Linked DNA regions of Mus musculus: region 2 is linked to region 1. A link is a contact called in public HiChIP or PLAC-seq data. All regions are on one chromosome and are shown on one strand. The core of a region is the stretch at or near the end of the contact, and the rest is flanking DNA. Distances in the headings are between cores, read along the strand shown. Region 1 overlaps Tnik (TRAF2 and NCK interacting kinase). Region 2 holds the start of Slc2a2 (solute carrier family 2 (facilitated glucose transporter), member 2).

Region 1 (6,183 bases), core at 2,549-5,048:
GGAGAGTAGGTGTTCTTAGAATCTAAATAGTTTCTCTGAGGTGCTGTAGCATAGCCCTCACTCCAAAGCAGGGAAAGGGTGGGTGGTGCCTATCTCTTTAAGAGCCTCTGTGTGTGGGGCCACCCTGCAGGCTCAGTGGGAAACAGCTTGCGTCTAAGCATACTCACCTGAGTTTGCTCCCTAGGACCCAGATGGTAACAGGAGAGAACCAACTCCCACAATTTTCCCCCTGAACATCACACATGCACCATAGCACAATGACAGACACACACTCATACACAAGTAAGTGAAAAACATTAATAGAGAAGGATTTAGGTCAACAACACCAACTAAAAAAAACAGATGTGATGGTCCAGACCTGTAACCTCAGTACTTGGGAGTCAGAAGCAGGAGGGTTTCTATGAGTTCAAGGCCAGTTTATGACAGATTTCAAGAGCCTATCTCAAAGCAAAATTCAAACAAGTCAGCTTCAGGCGCTCATGACTCCCAGCGAGGCCCAGATCACAGCTTCCTTTTTTCTGTGGGACCCTGGGTGCTTTCTTTAGCTTTCCTCAGCCTCAGTTTCTACAAGTATAAAACTGGGGCTAACAATAGCACCTCATGCAGCTATTAGGAGGAGTAAACCAGGCGATTAGCAGAAACCTTGAGCAAATCGCCAACACATAAAGTTCCAGAAGCAGTAACTGCTGCCTTTCCTGACCAAAGTCAAACGAGTTTCCAGCATTTGAGCTTCTTCCTGTGTGCAGTGAAACCTTGAGTTTATGAGAATAAATGTACCAGAAGACGAGCACCTTCTCTTTCTTGGGAATGAACACTTGTTACACCCCCCACTCAGGATGTGGTGGAACGGGCAGCAGTCTGGTAAGTAGGTATCAGGGTAACCTACATCAACTTCGTAGGCCTGGAGGCCAGATTTAATCCTAACTCAATGGTCTTGGGCAGTTTACTTAATCTTGTCAAGCCTTAGCTTTTTTTCTCTTTTTTAATTGTTATTTTAATTAATTTATTTATTCACTTTAATTTCCAATATCAGCCACCCCTCTCCTCCTAGTACCCCCTCACACAGGAGTACTCTCCTCCCCCCATTCCCCTCTCATCTCCACCCCCCCATTCCCCTTGCCCCAGCATGTCAAGTCACTGCAGGGCTAGGCACATCCTATCCTACTGAGGCCAGAGAAGGCGGCCCAGTTAGGGGAACAGGATCCATAGGCAGGCTACAGAGTCAGGGACAGCCCCCGGCTCCAGCTTTTGGGGGACCGGCATGAAGATCTACCACATATGTGCAGGGGGGGGGGGGAGTCTATGTCCAGTCCATGCTTGCTCTGTGGTTGGTGGTTCAGTCTCTGGGAGGAACCTCAGTTTCTTTACCTGTATGTTCAGCATAACTGTATTTGCTTGAAAAGATTATTATGAGAACTATGTGAAAACCACAAGCACAAAAGGCTTAGCCCTGTGCAGAACCTAAGGAATGAGTGGAGAGCTTTTGCACAGATGCTTGGTTGTGCTCTGCAACCGTTAAAAGAGTAAGCCACCAGGTATTATTTGTGTTAGGCATTATAAAGATAATGTCTTCATTCTATTTTAACTAATGTGGCTTCCCTGTCCACTACTTTGGGGTGCCTTTTTTTTTGTGTGTGTCACTCGGCTTTCTGCCTGCTGTTGGCTTATCTACGTAGTCATTAGCCTGTCCAGCACAGATAGCATCACTAGGGATCTCCTCACTTAGTGGGGCCACCTGCTGCTACCTTGGTAACTCTGCTTTTGCCAGAGGAGCCCATGGGCCTTTCTTCTGCCAAAGCTCTGTCATTTGAAAGATGCTCTTTCCTGTATTTCTGTCACTGTCTTAGTTTTGTATGTGTTGCTCTGATAAAAGACCTTGCCAAAGCATCTTAGGGAAGAAGGAGTTTGTCTTACAACTTCGTGTTGCAGACAATCATTGAAGGAAAAAAAACTCAAAAAGCAGAAATTCAAAGCAGTTAGTCACATCAAATCTGTAATCAATAGCAGAAAGAAATAAACACATCCATGCTGCCTTCTTGCTAGGCTGCTCATACTTAACTAGGTTTCTTCAAATATGCTGTCCAGGACTACCTGCGCAGGGAATGGTGCTGCCCACGGTGGGATGGTCTTCCCACATCAGTCAGCAATCAAGACAGTCCTCCATCGGCATGCTGATCTAGACAATTCCTCAGTTGAGGCTCCACTCACAGATGATTTCTCAGTTGTGGCAAGTTGACATTTAAATCTGACCACCACACGTATCAATTATAATCTTGCAGTTACTATCAAGGCTTGACTCCTACCAAGATCTAAACAAGACCCATAGATAGAAACATAGAGCGCTGGGAGTGGCTAGTTCACAAAGAAGATGGGTACATGTCAGCTTTGCTCCCAATCACCACCCTCCCAGTTTCTGCCTTAGTCATCTTAAACAAACCCAAATTTCTCTGTTTATCAGTTTACTCATTTACAAAGTGGATAGTGATCACCTGAAAGATTGAATTAATTTATAAAATATGTTTCTAACAGTATCTGGTAATACTGGGCACAGTGACATATGCCTGCAATCCCAGCACTTGGGAGAAGGAAGCAGAAATATCAGGAGTTCAAGGTTAGTATGGTATCTATAACAAATTTGAGGCCAGCTTGGGCTATGCATGACCATGTCCCAAGACAAACAACAAAAGGGAGGATGCCTCAGTGAGTTCCAGAGGGCTTGGTTTTTGTAGCAGATGGTCTGACTTTGTCTGCAGTTCCTGAACCCTGTGGAGGGAGAGGTTTAATCTCAATGCTACAGTTAAGAGATGCCGCTGAAATGTCCTCACCACCACACAAACCCGTTCCGGTGCTTTGCAAGAACTACCTGGTATCTTATGCCTACAGCATCTACTGTTACAAAATAAGATTAGAACTGGACAGGTACTAACCCCTGGTGTATCTAGAGTGCCTTTTATGACATGCATGAAGAATTAGTCAAAGCCTGCCTGGACAGGCATCACAGGTCACAGACATGACCTCCATCATGCAGGGTCTGCTCAGAGCCTCTTTGATCATGGTGAGTCCATGTGTCTTGTATCTCAATTTTCTTAGTTATTCCTAACCTAAACAGAAGTGAACAACAGAATGGTTTTTTTCTTCATTGACATGTTTTTTCATGTGACATTGAGGTGAAACTGTTTTCATTTCTACTCTTGTTTCCTTCTGTGAACGACTTGAGTAGACCATCACCTGGGCAGTGATCTCAGCCAATTTTTCTCAAAAAGCAAGAATCCCTGCAGCAGCATTTTTTTTCCAATTGGCTCACTTACTTGCTGCCCTGTCTCGTTACAAACCCATGGGCTTTAGGTACCACATTCCGATTTTTTTTAAACAAATAATGTTGAAAAATATACCTTGTTATTTGTTGAGTCATTGTGATATCTCTACATTCAAATAAATCCTGCCAAATATCTTCAGCACAGGAAATGTTTAAAGAGTTTTCCAGTCTACAGGGGATATAATTTAGTGCCTTCAGTGTCTACTCAGAATGCTAGAATGGCTCTCTCTGTGAAGGGAATGTCCACAAACTCTTTTATAATATACTTGCTTCAATAGCACTCAACTCCAGGGTCTCTCACTAAGGCTTGAGAATGCTAGGGCAGGAATCTGAAGAGTTTTTATCTGTGTTTGATGTTAATACTAAGCTATAGAGCCTTGTGTGTTAGGGATGACCATTGGACCATTCTTTTTCCTCTGTGTGGAGGTACCTGGGAAGTCCCAGTCGCTGTTCCTAGGGAAACTGAGACTTGGGAGATAAGCGGGAGCTCGTGAATAATCACATTAACCACTATTCATAGCAGAGACAGAATTAGATTGCTTCGTTAAGCTTGCTCAGGGAAAAAAAAATCAACCTAGAACCTGTCTTCCTCCTTTTGTTCATAAAGACCAGCTTGCACATGCGTACCTTGTGAGCTTAGCCACGGGCTTCCTGCTGACCAAAGGTCGCCTTGAGTGGAAAAGAGGCTTCCTTCTGGCCACTGATTAGAACAAATGTAGAAGCAAAAGGATGGAGTATTGCTAGTCTGTCTAGCTTTCCCATGGCTCTCTGGTTATTGTTTCTATGAAGAAAGGGGAAAGGACAGGATCGAGACAGAAAAGGGAAAACTACGAGAAGAACAGAGCATGTTTCACTGGGCCTACATGCATGTGTCAGAACTATGCAAAGTGTATGCACTGGCTCTCCACCTACCAAGGACTGGACTTAGGCAAGATGCTTGCCTGGGTGCGGTAGTTTCCTTGTCTGTGCAGTGGAAGTGAGGAGTGTATCTGGCTCAAGGGGAAGGGAAACTACATGAGTAACAGCCTCAGGACTGAACATGATATCACAGAGGTACATGATATCACAAGCTCACAGAACTTTGATCCTATTACTTGGCTTGAGTATTTCTTTTATTCTATTTATTACACTCTTGTGTTATAAAATCAGAGGTGTCTGGCCACCTCATCATTCTTGTGCCCTACCTCTTACAAGACAAAAGCTTAGGATCCTACTCTCAAGTGTAAGGCATGTCACGGGTACGACTGCCCTAAGTCTACAATGGTTAGTCTTCAATGGTCTTTCCCAAGTTCAAAATTGGGCAAATGCTAAGCCAACGTGGGATTTCCAGGTGTATGAATGTCTGTGTCACAAGTACAGCTCCTGGAAAGCTCGATGTGGACAGTCCCCTTCAAGGTCAGAAGCACACGTGATGTGTGGCCCCAGTAGTGCTTTCATTCAGAGAAGCTTTGATCAGAGAGCCCCTGAGATGAGGAGAAAGATTGAGGCTCTTCCTGAGAAGCTGGGTATCAGCTCCCATCAGCTGCTTTCCAGTCTTCAACAAGACTGGATCTGTGACAGTCTCAGCGGGAGTCCTCCCTCTCACTGCTTCCAGGAAGTCACCCTGGAACCCTCCAGGGGCAACCCAGAACTCTTGATTTCGCTTCTGATCCTGAATCTGTTGTTGTTGTTGTTGTTGTTGTTGTTGTTGTTGTTGTTGTTGTTTTCCTCTCCACAGCAGCACATCCTTGCTCTGGCCCTCAGAACAAATAAACTTTGAAAGTCACCTATTGGACCACTGCATTAAAAGTTTAGAGGAGAGTATCTGATTCAACCTACAACCCTGATTCAGTCATTAAACAATTATTTGTAAAGGACACTATTATGGTCTTATTAGAGACTTTAAAGAATTGGTTGGCATTTAGTCTAGCCTCTGCCGCACTGGCAAGAGCTAGATGTGCCTGACTCACTATAAAAGGGGCTGTTTGCCCCCTCCTCACTGTCTTGCTCTCTTCCTCTCTTCTCTTCTTATTCCTCCTTCCTTACTCTCTTCCCCCTTTCTCCCCATTCCTCTCCCCCCTCCACATGCTCATGGCCAGCCCCTGTCTCTGTCTCTGTATCTGTCTCTCTCTATCTCTGTGTCTCTCTGTCTCTCTCTCTCTTTCTCTGCCTCTGTTACCCCCTCAACTCCCCTCCTCATGCCTTAAATAAACTCTATTCTATACTATACCATCCTGTGCTGGTCCCTGCGAGGGCGTGTGTGGAGGGCGAGGGATGTTTCAGCATGGGCCACCAGAGGCACCTCCTTCACCCACACCGTACCTCACCTCCACCAAACATATCCCTGGCTTCTCCATCTTTTTATAAAACACAACAGAATCTAATCTTAATTGTTCTGATCTAGCATTCCTTCTCCTTCTCTGTTGTGTTTTATAAAAAAAAAAGAATCAAGTATATGTTTTGTAGAGCACAGTATGGTGAGGTGGGATGAGTGCCTAAGCAGGCCCATGCTGAGGAATCCCTTACCGCTGAGGGACCATTGGGTATAGTACAGAATAGTTTATTTAGGGCATAGGAAGGGAAGTTGAGAAGGGAGTAATGACAGGGAAAGAGAGCCAGACACACACATTCACACACACACACACACACACACACACAAACACACACACACACACACACACACACACGAAGTGAGAGGGAGGAAGAGAAAGGGAGAGAGGGAGAAAGAGATCCGGGAGAGATGAGTCAGAAAGAGAGAGAAGGAGCAGAAAGCAAGGAGGGGCCAAACAGGCCCTTTTATAGCAAGCCAGGCCTACCTAGCTGTTGCCAGGTAACTGTTCGGCGGAGTGTAGAAGGAATGCCAACACTCTCCCTACCCCATGATATTA
Region 2 (6,183 bases), core at 2,054-4,553, 110 kb after region 1:
CAAAAGATGGCCTAGTCGGCCATCACTGGAAAGAGAGGCCCATTGGACACACAAACTTTATATGCCCCAGAACAGGGGAGCGCCAGGGCCAAAAAGGGGGAGTGGGCAGGTAGGGGAGTAGGGGTGGGTGGGTATGGGGGACTTTTGGTATAGCATTGGAAATGTAAATGAGCTAAATACCTAATAAATAATGGAAAGAAAAAAAAAACAGTAGATCTCAGTACTCTGCTGCCTCTTTGGTGATTTCCCATGGCCTTTCACATGAATTCTAGCCCGCCCCGGTGGTCTACGAGATCCTGCATATAGATGGCTGCTGTCTGTCTCCCCAGTACTATGACAGGTGAATTTGAGGTAGATGGCTGAACCCTGAGTAAGAAAGAGGCCTCAGAGTCAGACCTACCCCAGTGGGCCCCTTAGGCCAAGGTGCACAGTGAGAGTTCCCTGCTTGGGTGGGGGACACTAAACTTGCAAGCAGTCATAGTGTGAGTTAACGTTTAAAATCAATCTCAATTTCCACATCTAAAACATGCAATTGGACAAGAGGACCAGGGAAGCCAGGCTAGGGGACCCGACCTTCAGGACAGAGCTCTTCCTGTGAAGAACTTGTCCTCTTGGTTTACACTCTTGCCTTTTTGCCCTTACCTACACCTGACTCAGTGAGAGAGGAACACAGCAGGGTTCTCTGAGCTGTCTCCTTTCCTCTCCTTTATAGAGAAAACAAAACCAACAAAACAATTCCTGTCACTTCACTAAAAGAACAGATAATAAAGGGGAGAAAGGGAGGTGAGGTTACCATTTAGTTTCAGGCGCTTCCTCTCTTAATTAATGATGTAATCAGGATGTGACCTGAAAGGTTTAAAAGTATAAAGCCAGGTTTAGAGAGGCCACCTAGAACATTTGCTCTGCAAGCAGAAGGACCTGTACTCAGTCTCTAGTACCTAGTACTGGTTGTACCTGCATATAACATAGGCATAAGGGCAACGAGACAGATGGATCATGAGCAGAGTTGGTTTTGTGGTGCAGAAGGAATCTCTGAATGCTTCTGAGATCTCAGCAGGTAGACGTCATCCCAGGGCAAAGTGCAAAAATCCAGGTTTCATTACTAGACTTTATCCCACAGAAACTCGCAGCTCCTCTGTGCGCCCTGAAGGTACAGTTGCAGTTGCGCATGAGGTCGATCTGTGGCCTGAGTTCACCTGCCCAAATCAACCTGTGCAATGCGCTCTCTCCACACTCACCCTGCAGGTAGGTTTAGCCCACCCCCAGAGGCTGCACTGTCTAAATGAATTGTGCCTGCAATGGGGGAGGAGCAACGTCCCTGACCTCTGGACGCCCGCTGGAGAGAAACACGGCAGTCTTGGACTCCCAGGTACAGCCCCGCGATGAAGACAAACGCAGTGACTTCAAGGCAGACTTCAAAAGACAAAGGTAGAAAAACAACCCAGGGCAGCTGTCACTCCTGATCGGCACAAGTGTGTTTTGGGCAGAGCCAAGTCAGTGGAAAACAGTTGTCAGGGCATCTCCCCTCTGGATCATCTGTGCTGTGTAGGACTGGACACGTGAGCCCCTGACACATCTTGGGGCGCTGGAAAGCCTAATACCAAAGCGGAGCGCAGCGTGTCTCTCTCTCTCTCTCTCTCTCTCTCTCTCTCTCTCTCTCTCTCTCTCTCTCTCTCTCTCTCTCGATCTCCCTCCCTCTCTTATGCCACCACACCAGCACTGTGCCGAGTAAGCGAGTCCAGCTCTGAGAAGTGCTGAGCAGTTCTTGGCACGGAAGGGAACGCTATAAAGATTAATGTCACTGCTATTAGCCCTTTCCATGCCTGCCTTCTAAGACATTGCACGCTGTGTCCCCACTTCAGTGTAAAGTCCTGGCAGGAGGTGACTGGGTCTCATTGGTGATAAGTTAGAGCATACAACCATGCTGAGCTCTGCTGAAGTTTGGGCTTTGAACTTAGTTGTTTGCCTCCCGTGTTGTCACCTTACAGAAATGTGGACACACATTAAAAACAACAAAAATCTAGGCATGGCCTGACAGTGCCTATAATCCCTGCACTGGAGTGGATCCGTTGGCCTGTCAGCTTGCCCACACGTATGGCTTTCAGAGTCTCTGAGGTCCTGTCGCAAATAGAGACAGGATAATAGGGTAATAGAGGAAGACTCTCAATACTGATTCCTGGCCTTCACACAGAGGAGTACACATATAACACATATACAGAGAGACAGACAGAGAGAGAGAGACAGAGAATGAATGAATGGATGAATGAATGAATGAGAAGAGATGGGAAAACGTCAGACTAATTAAACCCAGTTTCCTTCCGACCTTCATGTTCCTGTCATTTGGCCACCGGTTCTTACATTTCCTCTGCTGTAAACTGGCTCCATCCAGATGGACTGTGTGGATGGCAGTGACCACAGCTGGCAGTCCCAGGGAAGCTACCCAAACTTTGGTATCTCCCCCAGTATTTTTGTATCAGATGCCACAGGGGATTCCTAGGAAGAAACAGGGTCAAGACACGTAAGCAGAATTCACTGGAAAGCCAAGGCTATAGCAAGCACACTACGGCTCCCAACCAGGCTCTCTATGTGTAGCCAAGGCTATCCTACAACTCTCATGTGATCCAGTGAGTCTCCAATGCACAGCCTCCCCAGTTAGAGCATTATAGATGTGCGCCACCGCATCTGGCTCCGCACTCTCATCTTGAGATACACTGACTTAATAATAACAGTAGAAAGCACATTGCCACTATCTACTGAGAACTTTTTCTGTGCCAAACATTTATCACGTTATTTCCCTTAATCCCCTCAACAAAACAAAATGAGTGTGCTATCTTCCCTATTTTATCAGGCCAAAAATCAAACAGTAGAAACCTAAGACACAGAAAAGTCACAGGGTTTGACTCGCTTAAGTTCATCCTCACTAAAATGCTGTGATTCCAACCCCAGTGCAGATCCCTCCACACCTCACACAGATAACCGATGCTGCCACACTCTGTGGCCACAGAGCCCACAGAACTAATTTTCTGCAGAACAAACTGCTCTGTGCCCTCCCAACTTTGTCTTCCCGACACCACTGCATGCCTCGGCTTCCACAAAAGACCCCACAGGCTGCCCCTCTCAGCTGTCCCTGTCCCATTTCTGCCACACTTATCAGGCTGAAAATGGGTCTGTCTCTGGTTTGTAACTTATACTTATGAGACCTGCTACTGTGCTCAAGCCACAAGTCATTGGGGTAAAGGGTGTATTGATTGGATTACCATCAATACTCAGCTTCTGTTAAAAAGGTCAGAACTACCTCTCTTTGCTCCTCCTCCTCCTACAATGTATAACCAGGTAGAGTGAGCACTCTGGCTGGTCAGCTATTCATCCACATTCAGTACAGGACCTGGATTAAGAGGACAATTCCACACACACACAATGTCAGAAGACAAGGTACAGCGACCTTGGGGTCCTTTGGCTTTGGTTTTGAGGAGGTTGGGAATCTATTTAAGGCAGTGAACTTATACGCTGGCACTGGATGCAGTTACCACAGGTCCAGGCTACCTCTTTGCTTGGTCAATTACTAATCCTTTTGGCTACTAAGCAAATTCCATGTTCTTATTCAGTAATCGGACTTTTCAGGATATTTGCTGTTTTGAATAGCTATTGTAAGAATGTACCTACCACCCCCACGATCTGGGGAAAGTTAACAGGACTCAAATCATGAAAGTGGATCTGGAATGTTCAAAAAATGTCCAGGAATGAAAGGTAGTTCTAGATTCAGAGACTGAGAACTGATTGTTGCAGGCGACCTTGGACCATGGGAAGAAGAAGAAATGATCGGATGAAGCACCATCTGGGGGACTATGACCTTGGGCTGACTCTTAGCTAATACTAGCATAGCCTGTGTTGTATTCATGGCTGTGACAGCATTGCAATCAGACAGGGATTTTTGCCTTTGTTCTTAAGGAGAGTACCAGTTGAAGTCGTTAGGAATGAGGTGACACAATTAACCTGCAGCTTAATTTTAAATGGTTCAGCCAAACCAATACGCGTTAAGAAACCAATGTGGTGAGTGTTAGGTAATTACTGGGGAGCAAAGTGAAGGCTGTGGGGTTTTCATTTTCCTGGTATTTCAATGTCTCTGTAGATAGAAGGCTTTTTCAAATAAAACCTTCAAAAGAATGTGTCATTCTTCTGCGCTTACAAGTTCTCCCCAACCCCTGCATACGGCAATGGTGTAGACGTTGATAAATCTTCACCCCTGTTAAGATTCTCGTACACTGACCTGGTGAGGCTGTGCGGAGTGCTCTTTTGTGAGGGACACCACGTATTGTGGAATCAGCCAGGCTCGGGGGTGGGTTCTAATGCTGTGTGTGCTGCTGAGACTCGGACTAGATCAATTGGCCTTTGTGTTTTCTACACTGTGCTAACATAAGGACTCCTGGTGTATGACACGGGCAATCTGGGCTTTCTTTTAGTGATCTGTGAATGAAGTGATCTCTTCGGAGCTCAGAGTCAGTAAAAGACAACATGAGGAAGGCTTAGAGGGCAAATGTTTAAATGTCAGTTATGTATTTGTACAATGCATATTTAAAGAATGACCGAGAAATAGAGATTCTGTGAGTACTATAGCTCAGGATAAAGCTATAGCAGGGAGAACTGTAATGATGATTCACTAACGAAGAACCTGAAATTAGTAAGTACAGGGATGCTGTACAGAGTCGGCAGCTATGGAAAGGCAGCCCTCGTAGGCCTGACGTCTAGACGATGTCAAGAGGAAGGGACGGTGCTTAACAGCACCAGCCCAGGAAGGATGCTCAGGCTCTGCAACTTCCCTGTACTTTAGAGACTAAAGAAAAGCTTTCTTCGAAGAGCTAGGGAACCGTCTAAGGAGAGAGCACAGAGAGTGTGGGGATTGCCATAAAGAACAGCATATTCAGCTCAAGTTTAAGGGCTTAGGCAGGGGGTGGTGCTCAGGAGAGTTAGAGTGTCAGCATAGACAACTCCTTGATGCACAGAAAGTTCAAACAAGGGGTGCTCTCTAAGTTCTCCATTTCTTCTGTTGGAAAATGGAGGTGCCAGATACACACACTATGGCTTAAGTTCCCTTGCAACTGAAAACCCTGCAGTGTGAGGCATAGCTGGCCTTTTTCTAAGTTGGATGTGGACTCACCTTTGGCCTGGCTTTTGGAAGCACGTGGAGGCAAATCATATGCTTTCCTAGTCAATCAGTCATCACTGCAAAGTCCATTCTTTCATTTAGCAGTGGGAGTTTAACTGTTCCCTGCTGGGGTATCTGCCCCCGACTGGATAACCTTCCCTGAGCATGGCTTCCTCAGCCATAGAGTGCAGATCATCTCTCGGGCTTTGCACGTGGTTCTGGATATTATGTATGGAAAGTTGATAGATGGTTGTTGATAAGCCCAGGTCATGACATGACAGTCATATGACTAACAGACCTCCGTTGTGTGCCCTCTACTTAAAGAACAGCACAAGATGCCTCCAGTCAACAGTCACAGCATCCCCGTCCTGTAATCCTCCTGCCACCTGCTGTCACTGCTCTTCCATAGCTAAAGGAACTGGGGCATAGGGGTACTGGAGGCCATGTAGGACCCCTTTCTCAGTCTTCTGACTTTCTCCACTGCTTGTCCATGCCAACAGATGACACATGACTTCTAAGCCACAAAATAAATTCCACATTTTCTCTCATGTAAAGGCTCAGCTACTTCCTTAATTTGTTTAACATTTTTTATTCTTTCTGTGTGTGTGTGTGTGTAGTGTGTGTGTGTGTGTGTGTGTGTGTGTGTGTGTGCATGCAAGTGTATTAGTGTGTCCATGTACAAGTGTGATGTGTATGTGGTCTGTATGATGTGTGTGAATGTGTGGTATGTATCTGTGTGAGAGTGTGTGTCTGTGTCTGATATGTGTGTGTGTTATATTGTGGTATATGTGTGTGGTGTGCGTCTCTGTGTATCATGTGTGCGTGTGTGTGTGTGTGTAGTATGTGTATGTTGTGTTGTGGTATATGTCTGTGATGTGTGTCTGTGTGTCTGTGTCTGTGTGTGTCATGTATGTGTCTGTGTTTGGTATGTTACGTGGTATGTGTCTGTGTGTAGTAGGTGTATCGTGTTTGTCTGTTTGGTATGTGTCTATGTGTGAGTGATTGACTGGTATGTGTCTGTGTGTGAATATGTGTCTGTG

Evidence for each region. HiChIP or PLAC-seq counts read pairs in DNA pulled down with a chosen protein or histone mark.
Region 2: an H3K4me3 HiChIP or PLAC-seq map of intestinal villus epithelium shows a contact between it and region 1, with 4 times the contacts expected there. The contact joins the promoter of Slc2a2 here to the enhancer-like site in region 1. A contact is called at or near these places in 4 of 484 Hi-C or Micro-C datasets (the P5424 cell line, cumulus cells and embryonic stem cells), 1 of 115 datasets of contacts at active chromatin or transcription factors (intestinal villus epithelium) and 2 of 9 other capture datasets (embryonic stem cells and pancreatic islet).

What each region holds. Positions count from the first base shown.
Region 1 is chr3:28,581,988-28,588,170 of GRCm38.p6, forward strand. All of the region lies in intron 12 of Tnik (TRAF2 and NCK interacting kinase), which reads left to right. Among named protein-coding and RNA genes, the nearest start is that of Gm52603, 100 kb to the right of the region's middle. Within about 2 kb of position 3,799, at least 12 of the 459 cell types and tissues checked have an H3K27ac peak or open chromatin away from gene starts, as enhancers often do. A contact at or near this core is called in intestinal villus epithelium, where this site is marked.
Region 2 is chr3:28,694,600-28,700,782 of GRCm38.p6, forward strand. Slc2a2 (solute carrier family 2 (facilitated glucose transporter), member 2) reads left to right here and starts at 3,304. Exons shown (of 11, transcript NM_031197.2): 1 at 3,304-3,432. The coding sequence starts at 3,418.